Linked DNA regions of Mus musculus: all the other regions are linked to region 1. A link is a contact called in public HiChIP or PLAC-seq, Micro-C and promoter capture Hi-C data. All regions are on one chromosome and are shown on one strand. The core of a region is the stretch at or near the end of the contact, and the rest is flanking DNA. Distances in the headings are between cores, read along the strand shown. Region 1 holds the start of Rfwd3 (ring finger and WD repeat domain 3). Region 2 holds the start of Ddx19a (DEAD box helicase 19a). Region 3 overlaps St3gal2 (ST3 beta-galactoside alpha-2,3-sialyltransferase 2). Region 4 overlaps Znrf1 (zinc and ring finger 1). Region 5 holds the start of Ldhd (lactate dehydrogenase D). Region 6 holds the start of Aars (alanyl-tRNA synthetase).

Region 1 (2,700 bases), core at 154-2,653:
CATGTCTAGAGAGCAACCAGTTCTGATTTCAACTAGAAGGTAACAGCAGTGAAGTTCACACAGCATCCATTGACTGTCACTGCTGGTGCTAAATAATACTGATCGTGTCTTCCACTTCTCAAAAACACAAGGAAAAAAAGTCCAAAATGATAAACCAAAAGCTACAATCAAGAATATACCAGGAGCTGTTCACTACTAAAACTCTAGCAGACTTCTAGAAAAGAATCTTATCAATTTTAAATTTTTATGCAAAAAAGGTGATAGGCTTTAAAAATTAAGCTCTTCACTACTCAAAAATATGTGAACTGATGCTTTTAATATGGCTCTAAAGTTTAACGACATCCTCACAAGAATTATCTTTTAAAAATAGCTCCCCCCCCCCATACTCCTTGCATATTTCCTCAAAACTGTAATTCCATCATTAGAGAGAGAGAGGAGGATTGCCTCAAGTTTGAGAGCAGTCCGGATTCCAGAGGGGGACTGTCACAAATAAGCATGCCTAAGTTAGGTCTAGATGCACTTAACTGTCCTCTCTGAACAGTGCTTCTTACAGGCTGCTATTTAAAGTTTACAATTTAGTTCCTCAATCACACACACACACACACACACACACACATCCAAAAACAAAACACGTTCCCCAAATCCTGGGCTCGTGCTCGTATGAGCCCCTTCTTTAAGTGACACAAACGCTAGTCCGATGGCCCCGAAAAGTCAGCGGCCCTCAGACCGTGAACTCCACCTCTGCCCCCCACCCTTGCTAAGCTTTGGTTTCGATAAACACAGAAGGCGGGAGCGACGGCTGCCCCAATAAACAGGTCGCCGGGAGCCCGCGGGGATTCAGTCAGACCCGGGTTCGTATCCAGGCTCGCCCTGTTAGTAGCTGCGGAACCAAAGTTAAGTTTCCTAACCTGTCTGCCCACGCCCGCCTCCCCGCAGGAAGAGGAGAATGAAAATATCCTTCGGTCGCAGTTCCGCTGCGGTGATAAAAGTTAAAACAGCGAGCGACAAGGGTCAAAGAGTCAGTCACCGGGGCTCGACCCGCGCGGGAAGCACCCGGAGAACGACTCCGTGGAGGGTCCGCAATCGGTGCGAGCCGAGCCCCGTCTCAGCTCCTCCCGAGCTCTCCCCCACCCCCCATTCCTCAGGAAAGGAGGAGGAAGAAGGTCGAGGTCCTCAGGCCGGACCGAAGGAGACCGCCGAGCTCCCAGCGCGCCCTCCGCCCACCTCGCTGGGCCCCGTGAGCAGCCGCAGAGCAAGGGACCACCACCCGCATCCAGAGGCCCCCAGGGCGGAGAAGAAGCAGGGAGCAGCCTCACCTGAGGGGACCAAGTCGGACGCCTGGCCGACCGCGACTTCGGCCATCGTTACCGCGCATCCCCTACTGCGCACCCGCTCCGCCCGCGCCCAGCAGCTCTTCTGGACCCTGAGGCGCCCCCGCTGGAGCCGCGGCTCGGCGAGCTCCTATTGGCCAGCCACTGCGGACGGCGACCAATCTCTTCTCTTCTTCTTCCGTCGGTCGCCGCCAGCTGAAATAGTGGCGCCCTCATTGGTCAGCCTTTGATACATTTCTGGGCGAGAACCTCCGGCCAAGGCGCCTCCTGCAATTGGTAGTCGTGCGGAGTCCGCCATCTCGCGCCCCTTCCTTTGAACTGTTCGGCGGGAAGAAGCCCTGAGGAAGAGAGTTGGTTTTTTTTTTTTTTTTTTTCCCCTTCCTCTTCTACTGAGAGTGAAAAATGTTAAAAGTGGCCGGGCGGTGATGGCTCACGCCTTTAATCTCAGGGAGGCAGAGGCCAGCCTGGTCTACAAAGTGAGTTCCAGGACAGCCAGGGCTATACAGAGAAACCCTGTCTCGAAAAACCAAAAAAAGAAAAGAAAATAAAGAAAGAAAGAAAATGTTAAAAGTGACTTCCCGGGGGCTGGGGAGATGGCTCAGTGGTTAAGAGCACTGACTGCTCTTTCAGAGGTTCTGAGTTCAAGTCCCAGCAACCACATGGTGGCTCACAACCACCTGTAATGGGATCAGATGCCCTCTTCTGGTGTGTCTGAAGACAGCAACAGTGTACTCATATACATAAAATAAATAAATAATTCTTTAAAAGTGACTTCCCCTGCTTCTTCCTAAGGTTTTATTAAAGAGTTTATCGATGATTTTAAAAGTTTGTCCCCAGAGTTCCAGAGCCTGTAGAGTCTCTCATTGGGTTGAGCAACTTGTCCGCAATGGTCGGAAAAAAAAATTTTTTTTTTAAATCTTGCACAATGTCTTCAACTTGAAAACTACTATGATAAATGGCTTGGAAATATAAATTGTCACGTAAGATTTTCCAAACATGTTTCTGAAGAAGGAAATCTTACTTAAAGGTCTTTAAACAAACAAACAAACAAACAAACAACCCAAAAGCCCTCTTCACAGTGCTGAGGGGATGGCTCAGTGGTTAACATCACTGTAATGCTCTTCCAAAAGTCCTGAGTTCAATTCCCAGGAACATGGTGGTTCACAAACATCAGTGGGATCTGGTGCCCTCTACTGGTGTGTCTGAGGACAGCAACCGTGTACTCATATACAGAAAATAAGTAAGTGCTGGGAACGGAGCCTGGGGACTAGCAGCCAGTTTTCTACCTGTGAGCCACTTCTTCAGTTCCCCGTGTACCGACAGTTATCCTTTCCCTTTTCTTGCTATCAGAACAAGCTGCTGCTGGTGT
Region 2 (2,700 bases), core at 102-2,601, 300 kb before region 1:
ACTAACCAGTACCCCTGAGCTCTTGACTCTAGCTGCATATGTATCAAAAGATGGCCTAGTCGGCCATCACTGGAAAGAGAGGCCCATTGGACACGCAGACTTTGTGTGCCCCGGTACAGGGGAACGCCAGGGCCAAAGGGGGGGAGTGGGTGGGTAGGGGAGTGGGGGTGGGTGGGTAAGGGGGACTTTTGGTATAGCATTGGAAATGTAAATGAGCTAAATACCTAATAAAAAATGGAAAAAAAAAAAAAAAAAAAAAAAAAAAGAAAATCAACTGCTCATTCTTCAGCTGAATTGGTTTAAGAGTTAAGAGAGCTCGCTGCTGTTGCGGAAGGGCCAGGGTTTGGTTCTTAGCGCCACATGGTGGCTCACAACAGTTTGTAAATCCCAGTTCCAAGGGGATCTAAAACCCTCTTCTAACATATGTAGGCTCAAGTGTGGTGCATAGATACGAACAGGCAAAACACCCATACACACACATAGAAAACATAAGATATTAAAAGAAAGTATTTGAGGCGACCCCGAGGTAAATAGTGAAGCCAGTTGGGCTGTGTCAAAAACACAGGCAGCAAAGCTGTAACTCATACACTTAAGAGGAGGCGGAGGGATAGGGATGCAAGAGCTCTCAAGGCCAGTCTCAGCTAATTAGCAAGTCAGAGGCCAACCTGGGCTACACCGTCTCGAACCCACCAACGCACCCCTCCAAAAACACAAAAACAATCTAACAAAAACTATACGACACTTAAAATAGCAACTAGACAGTTTGCATTTGTTGCTAAGTGAAGCATTAACACAAACAAAACCCGTTATTCTGGCGAGCTACAAACTGCCGCTTGGCGGTTAAGCATGAATGTGGGGCTGTTAGGGGAAAGGCAGCATAAACTCACTCAAAAACTACCCCTCAACAACGAAAAAAAGAGAGAATTTTATGTTGCCATTTCTTGTAAGAGGTCAAGAGAAGGGCCAGTTTGGGGCCTCACACACTTAATAAAGACAATGTCACCATGGGAGCAACTTTTCAGTCCAAACTCGGATAAGAAGCTCGCTGCGGGTTTTCTTCGCTGTCGGAGCAAATCCGCCGCGCTAAGTGATCGCCCACAGCAAACTCCAGCGAGCGCGGGCTGGCCCGGCTCTGAGGTCCCCGTGCTGGAAACCATGTCCGCCTCAGTCCCCTAATCCCCACCAGGCCACTGACCGACTTGACAGCGGCTTCCTGCTCGTCCACCGCCAGCGCCCATGAGTCGGTGGCCATGGTCCCGACGCGAGCCGACCTGCAGAGATGCTCCGCGCCCCGCCAACACCAGCGCCGAACGCAAGCCCGCGCCAAGTGCCACTCACACGGAGCGGAAAAAGACCCGCGCGGAGTTGACGTCAGTTCCTGCCCCGCGCGTCCGTCTTCCACCCACGCTCCGCCCCCAGGAAGATAAGCATGCGGAGCTTAGCACTTTAAGGTCCTGAGTCGCTTATTTCTTAATTTGAGGCCAGCCTGATCTACTGAGAGAGTTCCAGGACGGCCAGGGCCACACAGAGAAACCCTGTCTCGAAATGCTAAAAAGAGGAGGAAAAAAAAAAAAAATTCCATCTCGCTAGGTGCGATCTAATTGAGTTAACGTCCTAGAGCTCTGCAGAGTTACTTAGTACTCGCCCAATCGCTTCATTTCATAACCAAAATACTTACCCATTTTTTGGTTTTGAAACTAGGTATCTTGTTTTAAAACAAGGCTACCTTGAACTCGGTTTCCTCCTTAATAATCTCCAACACCTAGATTACAAGGGATCGAACGCTCTCTCTCGAGATGGCTCAGCGGTTAAGAGCACTGACTGTTCTTCCGAAGGTCCTGAGTTCAAATCCCAGCAACCACAAGGTGGCTTACAACCAACCGTAATGACATCTGACACCCTCTACTGGTGTGTCTGAAGACAGCTACAGTGTAGTTACATATAAATAATAAATATTTTTTAAAAAAATAGAACGCTCTCTAGTGGCCTTTGCAGTCGCAGACACACATGCATATACATACAACTAAGAATGAAATGATCTGAGCATAGGTGGCACAGGCCTTTAATCTCAGAATTTGGGAGGCAGAGGCCACTAGAGCAAATTCCAGAACAACTAGGGCTACACAGAGGAAACCCTGTCTCAAAAAACAATTAAAAACAAACAAAACAGAGTTACATCCTATGTGTGTGGATATGTATTTAGTTTTGTTTTTTTTTTTTTGTTTTTTTTTTTGAGTCAAGAATTTCATGTATCCCGTGGCTTTTTTTTTTTTTTTTCTGCCTCCCAAATACTGGGATAAGAGAAGTACTTTCCCTCTGTTGGGATACATTTTAAGTCATGATAGTTGTGTAAAGCTGTTTGAATGACTTAGGCACTTCACAAAAAGGATGCTCTTAAAATAGTGCAAAATTTTAATGGAATGGTAGTGAACACTTTTAACTCCAGTACTTGGGAGGTGTAGGAGGAAGATTGAGAGTGCAAGGCCAGTCTCTGCTACAGGAGACCTAGTCTCAAAATGCATATATTTTGAGTCTAACTGCCCATTGTCCTCTTGAAATTGCACTACCAAGCATACCTATTCTAGTACCAAGAACATGGCTATTTCTTCATGTATCTGCTGGGACATACTTCTTAGAGAAGACATAGTGTCTGACAACAATTAAGAAGTTCAAGTTTTGACTTGTCTTAGGTTTGCAAGA
Region 3 (2,700 bases), core at 83-2,582, 330 kb before region 1:
AACTGCAAGTTCCTAGGCTTGACTAGAGGATCCCAATTTTATCCCGAAAGCCACTGAAGGTTTTTATCATGGCCCTGCAGTGGCGAACATGCAACGGGAATAGGTCAGTCTAGAAATTGTGAGGGTGTCACTATTTGGTCATCAGGAGCAAATGTGTTGCCATCTGAAAGGTTTTTTTTCCTGTTTTCTTGCAGCACCTATGCCCCAGTGAAGTCCTTCCTTCGAGTGGACAAAGAGAAGGTAAGTTCTCTACCCCCTGTCTTTTGACTCTCACCACCATGGAAATTATGCTGGCTTATTCAAGCGATGCCAAGAGAGTGAGTGAGTTTTAGGATGGCCAGAGCTACCCAAGAGAAATCCTGTCCTGGGGGTGCAGGGGGAGGGGGCAGGTGTGGGATCTGCATCTGCTGGTATGCCTGACCCCTACAATGAACACAAGAACCTAGGAATACCCATGTGCTGCATTCCCGAGGAACTGCTAGAAGCTGTTCAGAGCCTGGCCCAAATCTCCAGACCTCCAAGCCCTTCATGTACCTTTCTCTCCTTGCAGGTCCAGATTTACAACCCAGCCTTCTTCAAGTACATTCACGACAGGTGGACCGAGCACCACGGGCGCTACCCTTCCACAGGAATGCTGGTGCTCTTCTTTGCACTACATGTGTGTGATGAGGTAGGCAGTCGGTGTTGTCTAGAGCAGAATTAGGAGAACCATAAACAGAGGAAACAGCCCTTTCCCCATCTTAGCTGTGGTTCCCGGGAAGTAGTTTTTGTAAACAGAAACCATGTTTTTTCATATCTGTTATTCCTATAAACAATATTTTTGCATTTCCCATCGTCATTACCTTTTAAGATTTACTAACAAAACTACTTCATTTAAAAGGCACATTTTTAGCAGGGTCATGGTGGCACCTGTAATCAGATACGGAGAGTTTGAGACAGGAGCAGCGTTTGAGGCCAACCTGGGCTACATAAGACCCAGTCGTGAAAAAGCGAAACACAAATGAGAAAGAGACAGAAGTCCCCTCTGAGTCAGTGCCCTTATGTCAGGCCTGGGTGTCCCCAACCACGCCCCCGACTCCCAGTGACCCCTGTGCCACCCTCCTCACAGGTGAACGTGTATGGGTTCGGGGCCGACAGTCGAGGCAACTGGCACCACTACTGGGAGAACAACCGGTACGCGGGCGAGTTCCGGAAGACAGGCGTGCATGACGCCGACTTCGAAGCCCACATCATCGACATGCTGGCCAAGGCCAGCAAGATCGAGGTCTACCGAGGGAACTGAGCGGCCCTGAGCGCCTTCAGAACCAGTCACTTCTGGGTCCGGCAAGCGCCGGTTGCAGCCCACCAATCAGACTGCGCCGTCCCCAGCAACCAATCAGTGCTGCAGTTGGGAGGAGCTTCTTTCTTAGCCAATCACGCAACTCAAGGAGAATTTCCGGCGCCGCCGTCTCCACCAATCATGGCCTTGGGAGGCGGCGGGCCTCGACCCCCTCCCCTAAACCTGCTTTGGATAAGAATTTTGATGCTTTTTAAGAGGCGGGTCTGGGGCTGGGCAGGAGCGCCTTGAACTGCTCATTTCCAGCTTAGGCCGGGTGGGTGAGTGAAGCCATCCAAAGAAATGTGGTTCCGGTGAGACACTCTCCAGGGCTTTCCGTGGCGCACCAGGTAGTAGGGGGTTGAATTCACCCCCTGTTGGGTTGATCTCCCTAGGGCCTCACTAGTGTCAGGAACGGGTAGGAAGCTTCACCGGGTCACATGCAAGGTGCTTCTCTCACATGTGCCCTCACTCCTGTCTCCTACCACCTTCTCAGCGTCTGTCCTTAGGTCCTGGGCCTCCTCTCCAGCTCACCTGTTGATTCGGAGACAAAGTGAGACCACCCTGACTCGGCTGCTTTTGCTCTCCCACACGTGACCCGTGTCTTTAGCCCTAAGGCGCGAGAGAGCAACACGGTTGGACAGTTGGCTGGAAAGGAGATCCCTGAGCATGTACCGTTTTCTTTCATTGTCACCCCAAAGAGGAGCAGGCAGCCTCTTGCTTGGGGGTAGGATTTGCTTTGGACTCATGCTTTAGTTACCCTCAAGCTGCCAGGGATGGCGATCCAACCAAGATTGCTTGACAATTGTTTGCGGGGCCTCGCGCAGATGGCTCGGAGCTTTGCTGGGGAGGAGCGGATTGGTGGCTGCCCTGCATGCCTCCTCCTGTCCGCACCTTTACCCTGCTTACTCGCCTGTTCTAACCTACTCTCCAGCTCCAGAAGGGCCGCTCAGTCAAGAATCAGGGGTTACAACTGGAAGCTACTTGCATGACTTGGTCACAGTTGAGGTTCACTGGGAGAAAGGGCTTCAGTGAATGTCTCAGGCCGCAGAAAACACGTCCCTGCTGCAGCGTCCACATAAATATTTCCCATTCTTAATGAGTTCACATTACCAAGCAGCCTGGTTGGGGGACAGTCACACATAAGGGAGAGTGTTAAGAGGTTTGGGATGAGGCAACAACCCTAAAAACTAATACATGGAGAACTTTGCTCGAGTCTGTTCCTTCCCAGTTTCAAAAGCACGGGTGGAGGAAAAAAAAAAAGGGAGGGGCGTATAGCAGAACCTCTCAGGGCTCGAACCATCGCACATAGTCACCGTTCCAGTTTTTGCCTGTCTCATCTCTGCTCTCAAGCTGCTGTGATGAGAAACGGGAAAGCAATGCAA
Region 4 (2,700 bases), core at 92-2,591, 280 kb after region 1:
GTTCAAATCCCAGTATCCACATGAAAGCTAGCAGCTATCTGTAACTCCAGTTCAGAGGATCCAGCACCATCTTCTGGCCTCTGCAGGCACCAGGCACCCACATGGAACACAGAGTCCTAAAATTGGAAGAAAGTTTAGAGGGATAAACTGGTATCCTCAGCTCACTCTAGGTGAGGAAAATAGAACCTGGTGCACAGAGCGAAGCCCAGGCCAGCCAATGGAACAGAGTCATAGGATCTGCCCCAAGAAGCGGGAGACAGGTGGGATTGGTAAGAGAGGGAGAGATAGGACAGACAGACAGACACCAAGATTTGCCCAGACAGTAGTTGGGGACATTTTCTAAAAGAGTTTGTATGCTGTCTATTCCCTGCCCATGCTATGTGAAAATATTGGCTCAGTCCCCAACTCTTCAGTCAGGAGGAGGGCGGAAGATGTGCGTGTGCTGGGTGAGCCAGTTTGTGTAGACACTGCCAATTTTACCCAATTCCCTTCATTTCTGACCCCACGTCTACAGTGTTTGCTTTAGGTGAGTGTGATGTTAGAGGGCTTTAAAAAGTACATGGTGATGGGGCTGGAGAGATGGCTCAGCAGTTAAGAGCACTGTCTGCTCCCAGAGAACTGGGGTTCAGTTCCCAGCACCCCATATGGCAGCTCACAACCATCCTTAACGTCAGTTCCAGGAAATCTGGTGCCTGTTTGGACTTGTTCGGCACCAGGCCTGCAGGCAGAGCACTCATACACATAAACTAAAAATAAGAGATTTGTAAAAGATGCTTTGTTAGACTTTTGTGGGCTTTTTGGCTTTGTTTTTCAAGACAGGGTTTCACTGTAGCCTTTGCTCTCCAGGACCTCACTCTGTAGACCAGGCTGGCCTTAAACTCAGAAATCCACCTGCCTCTGCCTCCCGAGTGCTGGGATTAAAGGTGTGTGCCACAGCCACCCAACTGAATTTAATTTTTTAAAAAATATAAAGTATAAAGTCTTTCACTTTGATGTTTCATACTTTAGTCCAGTTGTCTAGTAACCACAGGCAGGGCAAGAGAGTCAAACGTTCAAAGCCTGTGGAGTTCAAGGCCATTCTGTGTAAGCCTAGTAACTCGGTGAGACCCTGCCCACGGGTTTAGAGTGCAGAGCTAGCTCGGTAATAGAGCACATTCCTAGTGTAGGCAAGGCCTTAGTTATGCCCAGCCTCCCTCATGCATCCTCAGAGCTGTGCAGAATAATTAGCCCCAAGACTGAGATCGTCCATTCAACACTTGGCTTTAGTAGGTGAAGGTAGAGAGCGTGCTGGTGGTTTTGAAAGTGAAAGATTCATCTTATGAAATCATTCTGGATACTTTGTGAACCCCATGCATCTGGTTTCACTTGGCACCATGTGTGTCCACTGATGTCAGGAGAAATGAACACTTGTGAGCACATTGCAAAACTGCTCTGCTTCTTGGTCCAGGGAAGGACCCACTCCTGTTAGCCTTCTCCTGATAAGGGAGAAAAATCCAGTAGAGAAGGAGAGTGAGGCGCCCTTTAACCAAAGGGTTTATGTCTGCTGGGTGGTACATGCCTGTACTCTCAGCATTTGGGAAGTAGAGAGAGGCAGAAGGATCAGTTTATGGTCATCATTGCTACATGAGACTAAGTTTGAGGTTGGCCTGGACTACAAAAGACCCCGTCTCAGAAAACAAAGCTCCTCCGCCAGTCGGTGGTGGTGGCCAGCAGCCTCTGAGGACGAGCTTACCTTTTTGTTTCCCTGTGAAAGTACAAGTTTGCTAAAGGAGGCACAATCTTCATGTGCTGCAATTTTAAAAAATTTATTTTGTGACTAAGTTGTGAATAGAAGTTTTCACCAAACCTTTGCTGATGTTTCTGTAGCTCTGAATTTATGTCAGTTAAGATTACCATCTTTATAATGTCAGATCTTATGCAAGAATATATAATGTCCCTTTGTTTAGTGGATGTCTCAAGAGTGCTGCACCTTCCTTTTTAAGTTACTTACTACTAGAAACATGGTTTCTTCTATTATTTTTGTTTCTAGCTAATTTATTGCTGACATAGAAGATGCAATTTGATAAATAGATCTTGTGGTTTACATGATATAAAAAAGCAATTATTATCTCTTCCTTTCTAATGTCTATATTAAGGTTTCCCCTCCTTGACCTGCAGATCAGTGCCTCCACAGTTATGTTCAACAATGGTTTTTCCATTGAATATAAATTTGCTGTAGGGCTGGTGAGATGGCTCAGTGGGTAAGAGTACCCGACTGCTCTTCCGAAGGTCCGGAGTTCAAATCCCAGCAACCACATGGTGGCTCACAACCATCTGTAACAAGATCTGATCCCCTCTCTGGAGTGTCTGAAGACAGCTACAGTATACTTACATATAATAAATAAATAAATAAATAAATAAATCTTTAAAAAAAATAAATTTGCTGTAATTTTTGGTAAAGATACTCATATTTTTTCAATTAGGTATTCCTCTTCCTATTTTATTGAGAATTGTAAACATAAAATAGTAATGAATTCTACTTTGTTTTCTGTATCAACTGAAATCATCATTTTCCCTTCCTTGGACTGTTGGAAATATAAGGTTTTCTTGTGTGCTGGCTAGTTTCATGTCAATTTGACACACACTAAGTCATCAGAGAGGAGGGAGCCTCAGGTGAGAAAATGTCTCATAAGATATGGCTATAAGCAATTGTCTTAATTA
Region 5 (2,700 bases), core at 171-2,670, 330 kb after region 1:
CAGGGTGCTCCTGAGTGTCACTTACCGATCCAATCCAGGAGGCCCTGCAACTGGGTCAGGCAGTGCTCACCTGTAATGGCGGCCCCGGCCTGCGGTGTGAAGCAGCCTGCCGTCAGGCAGCACTACCTCCAGGTTAATCACGTTGTCCCGCATGGTTCCATAGCGCACAGCATTGGTGCCCGAGGCCCCGGTGGCTGCCATGCCACACAGAGAAGCATCTGCGCCTGGGTCTAGAGAATGAAATGCTGGAGAGGGCAACTGCAGAGGCCCTTTCCCTCTTGTGGGAAAGATGGGGCCCTGTGAAATCCCTCAGACCACGCCCCCAAGCCCTCGGTCAGGTACTCTGTGGTTAGTCCAAGGCCTACCAACAGGAAACCAAAGGCCACTGTCACGCAGGTGGGTATTGAGAGCTTTACGGGTGACTCCAGGCTCCACCACCACGGAGAAGTCTTCTGTATTCAGCTCCGTGATCTGGTCCATATGGGTCAGGTTGATGCACACTCCACCCTGGTAGCAAGGGAGTCAAAAACAGCTGCCCAACCTAGGTCTCTAGGCCCGAGGCAGCCCGCTAGAGCCCCATTTTATGGCTGAGGCCTGCAGCAACCATACCAAAGCTCTGGGATGGCAGGTGAAGAGAGCTGTAAATGTGTCCTGTATAATGGGACCAGACCCAGGGCACCCCCACTATACCTGCACAGCACAGACTCCCCCCTCAACACCGGTGCCTGTGCCAAATGGGATGATGGGAACACCTTGATTGTAGCACAGGCTTGCCACTCGGCTGACCTGGTCCACATTCTGAGGCCAAACCACAGCATCAGGAGGTTGACACCTAGAAGCAGGCAGGCCCAGAGGTTTGAAAAGGATGGAAGCTTCTCACCCTCTCTTATCCAGGAACCTGCAATGGTTTAAGGACCCAAGGACAGGGACCTCAGCAGATCAGGGCAGAGAGCACCTCTCCGTGTAAGGATGCCAGAACTCCAAACAGGTGACCAGAGAGACAGGGACCCTCAGTCCCTTCTGATACCTGTGCATCGATTCATCATGCCCGTGTTGCTCTCTGACTGCAGAAGCAGTGGACACGTGGGGGCTCCCTACAACTGCCTTCAGAGCCTCCACAAAGTCCTGGCTGAGTCCACCCTGCAGGGGAGAAAAGTGCGAGGGGGTCATCGGAAAGACAGTCGGAGGGAGCCACAGACCTGCCCTGTGGCCGGGTGGGAAGAATGAGGGGCTGGTCAACCTGCAAGGTGACGTCACTGAGCCCCGAGGACATTACGTCGGGCTCTCCACCCTCTGGGACCCCATCCACAAGTAGACTTATACCTGCGACCCCCTGGAGCAGAAACTCCTCCAGGGAGACAGCCTCTGGGTGGCCACCCGAAGGAGCATGGCCATAGCCAGACCGCAGCTAAGGGGAGAATAACTAGGCGGAGAGGAAGCCTTGCCAGCCTGCCTCTCGCTGTGCCCAATAGCTGCCCTGGGTGGAGCCTGCTTAAGGTGGAGCCGGTTTAAGGTGGCCTCTGCAGATCTGGAAAAGAAGGACAACAGCTACTTCACGTGTTACAAGTCAACTAACTGCTGCTCCCCGAAGAGCCCTCCAAACAAACATCGTGTACGGAGGCTTTCAAGTCCCACCGGGCACTCGGACTTTGTCTTCTACACTTCCAGCCTCTTCTTTGATCTCTAAGCTGCAGTTTTCCTTTCCATTCCAGAGCTCAGGCCGGCCTGCAACCTTGGCACATACACTGTGCCCTACTCCCTGAATCATCTCCTGACTCCCTGTCAGGCAGAGCCTTCCTCACCTTGCAAGCCTCAACAGCATGCCACAGAGTAGACTTGCCACCATGACCACGAAGAGGGAAACTCCAGAGGTCATTCTGGGACAGAGTGGGTAGCATAGTGCAGTGCCCAGAAAGGCCGCCTTGCAGAGGAGTGCTAAGGAAAAGCAGGGAAGGAGATTAATTCCAAGACCATCCTGTTGGTTCCAAACAACTCCCACAGCAATTCCAGAAGAGCCTTTGCTACCACCACTGAGCTAAACTACCTCCCAATGACTCTCTTCCTTCCGGTCAGGAATACAAACTCCTAATTTATTTAGTTTTTTTATCCAGCTTTATTGTGTCTGTGTGCATGATGGAGGAACATACGCGCCACAGTGCATGCGTAGAGATCAGAAAACAACTTCGTGGAGTTGGTGGTTCTCTCTTAATTCACCAACCACATTTGGATGAATATGTAAAAAGAGAAAATCATGCCAGCCAGGCCTTATGGTATGCACCTGTAAACCCACACAGAGAGTCTGAGTTAGGAGGAGGATGAGATGAAGCCAGCCTGAGCCATAACAAAAGAAAACAAAACAAGACAAAATGACAAATTTAGTTATAGGGAATGGGGTGGTGGAGAGATAGCATCAGAGTTAAGGGCACTGATTGCTCTTGCAGAGGACCCGGGTTCAATTCCTAGCACCCACATGGGATGACTCACAACCATCTGTAACTCAAATCCCAAGCAGGGAATCAAACACCCTCTTCTGGCCTCTGTGGGCCAAATACACAGGCAAAACACTCATACCTATAAACTAAAAAGAAATCCTTAAAATAGCAAATTTAGTTATAGATCTAATTGCTTTTATTTGCTCTTTTTGGATTGGGGCACCCTCCAAGACTACAGAATTGAACGAAACCCCCCAGCGGACAGTGG
Region 6 (2,700 bases), core at 95-2,594, 270 kb before region 1:
TTGACTGATTAGATCTGAGGTCAGTACTGTGAAGACAGGAATGTCGTAAGCTCACAGGCTAATTGAATTTGTCTTGGACTAGTTCTGGCCTTCTGAAAACAACCATTCTTTGTCCATTTCTGTGTTTGAACTAATAAAGTCTTGTACTAACAGATAGAAACCATTTGGAATCTATTAACTTACCAGACCACTGGCTTCCACCATCCAAAAAGCTAAAGATGCCATCAGATAACATCTTGGGTCTATAGAAAAGCTTTCCATCTTGCTATAGTCGCCTTTCAGATATAACCATCACTATATTTTAAAATTACCTTGACTTATGACTCTCTTTGTTCTGTAAAGCTGTACATCATGAAAAAGTTTTCGTGTAATTTGGGGTTTCCTCATCTGTGAAAAAGTGGTACTAGCAGACCTGATAATACAGTTTAAAAATTAAACGGTGTGTGAACTTTTTAGTGTGATGCCTTACCTATAGATTTTAGGTTTTGTGTGTGTTATTTTGAGACTGTGCCCAAGGCCCAAGGGTAGCCTTAAGCTCTGATCCTCTTGGCTCTCAAGTGCTGGGACTATGGATGTGCGTCACCGTTGTAGGCGTTTCCTAAGAATGTTGACTTGTTTTCTAAAGCAAACAGAGGGACAGATGTCCTTTAACTTGGGTTACGTCATTTCTTCCTCTTCAAAATCAAGACCCGAATTTCTTCTTATTGGGACCTGAAGGACAAATATAAAGCTATGCCTAATGTCACAGGACTGTACTGCCTCCTACTCCGGAGGCTAAGACAAGAGTGAAAAATTCAAGGCCAACCTGGACAATTTATCCAGACCCTGTCTCAAAGAGAGAACCGGACGTATCAGTCAGTGCCAAAGCGCTTCGGCGTGGTTGAAGCACTTATTTCAGTCCAGGGTACCGTTAAAGAAGGCATGCCGATCTATACGCGATAACAATAAGAACATTTGATTGGTGCACACCTGCAAGACTGGCAAATCCCCTGATTTCAAGACCACCTTGCTCCGTTTCAAAAGGCCGAAAAACGAACCTTTGAGGTACGTGTATCACTTTGCAGTTAAACAGTTCTATGCCAAAATCTGTGATCGCCACCAAATTCATGTTTTCATTCCTCTTGTTAACTGTCAACTATTAGGGCTTTGCCAATAGAACCCAAAATGTCTGCCTCCTGAAGCCAATAGTCAACCCTGTCACGTGACACTCCATGTCCTAGCTTTCTTGAGCATTGCATCAGCCGAGCCCAGGAGCCTTCCCAGAAACCGGCTTGTTAGCTCATTCGCGCTCCGAATGATTGGCATGCCAGTGGACCAATCATATCAGAGGATGACAAGGCGTAGCGGGTCACTTTTCATCAGAGCGCTCTGATTGGATGGTGAGGTACGGCTCTGGCACCGGTTGTGGCGGGTGAGTATAGCTTCTTGTGCGCATCTGAGGGAGCAGGTAACTGCCGGCGAGTGGCGGTGGGCTCCGGGCAAGGAAGGACCTGGGGACCCGGACCCTCGGGAAAAAAAGCAAGTGAGCCCCGAGAGCTCTACGAGAAGAGCCGGCGCTTGGAGGGGGAGGGGCAGCTGCAGCGGGCTGCCGGGCGGTCCCGCCCCTGGCCTGGGTCAGGACCCGGTCTCCGCAGGAGCCGGATCTCGAGAGTAGCTTTTGCTATTCCCTCGGAGCACTGAGAGTGGTGTGGTTTCTGGTGGACTTGCAGAGGACCAAGACCTTGGGAAGATCGCGGTTGCTCTTCAGTCGCCACCCAGAGCTAAGGGTTTGTCTCCTCTAATTTTAATCTCTTAGGGGGTTAGGGAACCAGGCCTGAAGAGCAGGGTGACTAAGATAAATGGAGTCTCTCTAAGAGGCATCTTCATTCATTCTTTATTAGGTTCTCACACCTTACCCCAGACTGGCCTGAACTCAACTCTGTAACCCGGGCTGGCCTTGAACTCGCGGCAGTTCTCCTGCCTCAGCATTTCAAGTGCTGGAATTACAGGCGTGAGCCAGCACTCCAGACTCGCTTCTTTCTGTTGCTGTTTTGAGACAGGGTTTCACTATGTAGACCAGGCTGGTCTCGACTCACAGAGATCTTCAAGAGTGGTGGGACCAAAGGCGTGTGCTACGACCCTCGGCCCGATTCGATTCTTAAAAACAGAATAGTTGATACCTTCAGGTTCACCCGAACAAATATATTCAGCAATTTTTTCAAACAGTCTAAGTTTCCTGGTGTGCTTTGGAGTATGTTAGTGCAGAGCATGCTATTTACAGATTAGTATAATTAATCATGAGCATGGGTGACGACCACTTTACTAGATACTGAAAATACACTGTAACGGTGAAGTGAAGCCAGCCAGGATTCCTACTGAGATGTAACATAGACTGTGATTGGGAGGTGAGCATTAAATAGTCACACCAAATAAATCATTTGAGGCTAGGAGACAGTATAAAGAGGAGAGACCTGGTGAAGAAAGGAAAGGTTTGCTTAAGTATGTTTCTTTGTGATTGATCAAAACGACCTCATTAGGAAGAAGGGAAAGGAGAGGCCAGGCAGAACGGCTAGCTTGTAAATGGAAATATGTTACAAGGTCCTGTGGCTGAAGTCACCTTGTAATTCAAGGCCCTGGGTCTGGCCCCAAGCTTGCAAATACAAACAAATAAATAAAAGTTCTGAAGGCCTTTTAAGCCCCTGCTGGGATGTACTGTTTTCG

Evidence for each region. Promoter capture Hi-C pulls out the DNA fragments that hold promoters and counts their contacts. A called contact is a pair of places that touch in the nucleus more often than the background predicts. HiChIP or PLAC-seq counts read pairs in DNA pulled down with a chosen protein or histone mark.
Region 2: a contact with region 1 is called in an H3K27ac HiChIP or PLAC-seq map of microglia, with 7 times the contacts expected there. The contact joins the promoter of Ddx19a here to the promoter of Rfwd3 in region 1. A contact is called at or near these places in 8 of 39 promoter capture datasets (the C10 cell line, cranial neural crest, hippocampal neurons and 3 more), 13 of 484 Hi-C or Micro-C datasets (cerebellum, cortical neurons, embryonic stem cells and 2 more), 3 of 115 datasets of contacts at active chromatin or transcription factors (bone marrow-derived macrophages, memory CD8 T cells and microglia) and 3 of 9 other capture datasets (adipose tissue, embryonic stem cells and pancreatic islet).
Region 3: a contact with region 1 is called in a Micro-C map of embryonic stem cells, with 5 times the contacts expected there. The contact joins the enhancer-like site here to the promoter of Rfwd3 in region 1. A contact is called at or near these places in 3 of 39 promoter capture datasets (the C10 cell line, liver and pre-B cells), 1 of 15 datasets of contacts at CTCF or cohesin (the NIH/3T3 cell line), 13 of 484 Hi-C or Micro-C datasets (cerebellum, embryonic stem cells, nephron progenitors and 1 more) and 3 of 9 other capture datasets (adipose tissue, embryonic stem cells and pancreatic islet).
Region 4: a promoter capture Hi-C map of liver shows a contact between it and region 1, with 2.0 times the contacts expected there. The contact joins the enhancer-like site here to the promoter of Rfwd3 in region 1. A contact is called at or near these places in 2 of 39 promoter capture datasets (the C10 cell line and liver) and 1 of 115 datasets of contacts at active chromatin or transcription factors (effector CD8 T cells).
Region 5: a promoter capture Hi-C map of liver shows a contact between it and region 1, with 4 times the contacts expected there. The contact joins the promoter of Ldhd here to the promoter of Rfwd3 in region 1. A contact is called at or near these places in 5 of 39 promoter capture datasets (the C10 cell line, cranial neural crest, embryonic stem cells and 2 more), 2 of 115 datasets of contacts at active chromatin or transcription factors (embryonic stem cells and epiblast stem cells) and 1 of 9 other capture datasets (liver).
Region 6: a contact with region 1 is called in an H3K27ac HiChIP or PLAC-seq map of embryonic stem cells, with 11 read pairs. The contact joins the promoter of Aars here to the promoter of Rfwd3 in region 1. A contact is called at or near these places in 9 of 39 promoter capture datasets (3T3-L1-derived adipocytes, the C10 cell line, embryonic stem cells and 5 more), 53 of 484 Hi-C or Micro-C datasets (B cells, CD4 T cells, ECoMG myeloid progenitors and 23 more), 14 of 115 datasets of contacts at active chromatin or transcription factors (the 230-238 cell line, bone marrow-derived macrophages, effector CD8 T cells and 7 more) and 3 of 9 other capture datasets (adipose tissue, embryonic stem cells and liver).

The regions. Positions count from the first base shown.
Region 1 is chr8:111,298,819-111,301,518 of GRCm38.p6, forward strand. Rfwd3 (ring finger and WD repeat domain 3) reads right to left here and starts at 1,404. Exons shown (of 13, transcript NM_146218.4): 1 at 1,317-1,404. The coding sequence starts at 1,362.
Region 2 is chr8:110,996,472-110,999,171 of GRCm38.p6, forward strand. Ddx19a (DEAD box helicase 19a) reads right to left here and starts at 1,352. Exons shown (of 12, transcript NM_007916.2): 1 at 1,196-1,352. The coding sequence starts at 1,252.
Region 3 is chr8:110,968,994-110,971,693 of GRCm38.p6, forward strand. It overlaps St3gal2 (ST3 beta-galactoside alpha-2,3-sialyltransferase 2), which reads left to right. Exons shown (of 7, transcript NM_009179.3): 5 at 195-240; 6 at 551-670; 7 at 1,109-2,700. The coding sequence ends at 1,282. Among named protein-coding and RNA genes, the nearest start is that of Gm51551, 19 kb to the right of the region's middle. Within about 2 kb of position 1,333, at least 300 of the 459 cell types and tissues checked have an H3K27ac peak or open chromatin away from gene starts, as enhancers often do. A contact at or near this core is called in adipose tissue, cerebellum, embryonic stem cells and 3 more, where this site is marked.
Region 4 is chr8:111,583,795-111,586,494 of GRCm38.p6, forward strand. All of the region lies in intron 1 of Znrf1 (zinc and ring finger 1), which reads left to right. Among named protein-coding and RNA genes, the nearest start is that of Ldhd, 45 kb to the right of the region's middle. Within about 2 kb of position 1,342, at least 19 of the 459 cell types and tissues checked have an H3K27ac peak or open chromatin away from gene starts, as enhancers often do. A contact at or near this core is called in liver, where this site is marked.
Region 5 is chr8:111,628,916-111,631,615 of GRCm38.p6, forward strand. Ldhd (lactate dehydrogenase D) reads right to left here and starts at 1,421. Exons shown (of 11, transcript NM_027570.4): 1 at 1,324-1,421; 2 at 1,028-1,140; 3 at 691-832; 4 at 366-507; 5 at 71-230. The coding sequence starts at 1,395.
Region 6 is chr8:111,032,498-111,035,197 of GRCm38.p6, forward strand. Aars (alanyl-tRNA synthetase) reads left to right here and starts at 1,345. Exons shown (of 21, transcript NM_146217.4): 1 at 1,345-1,766.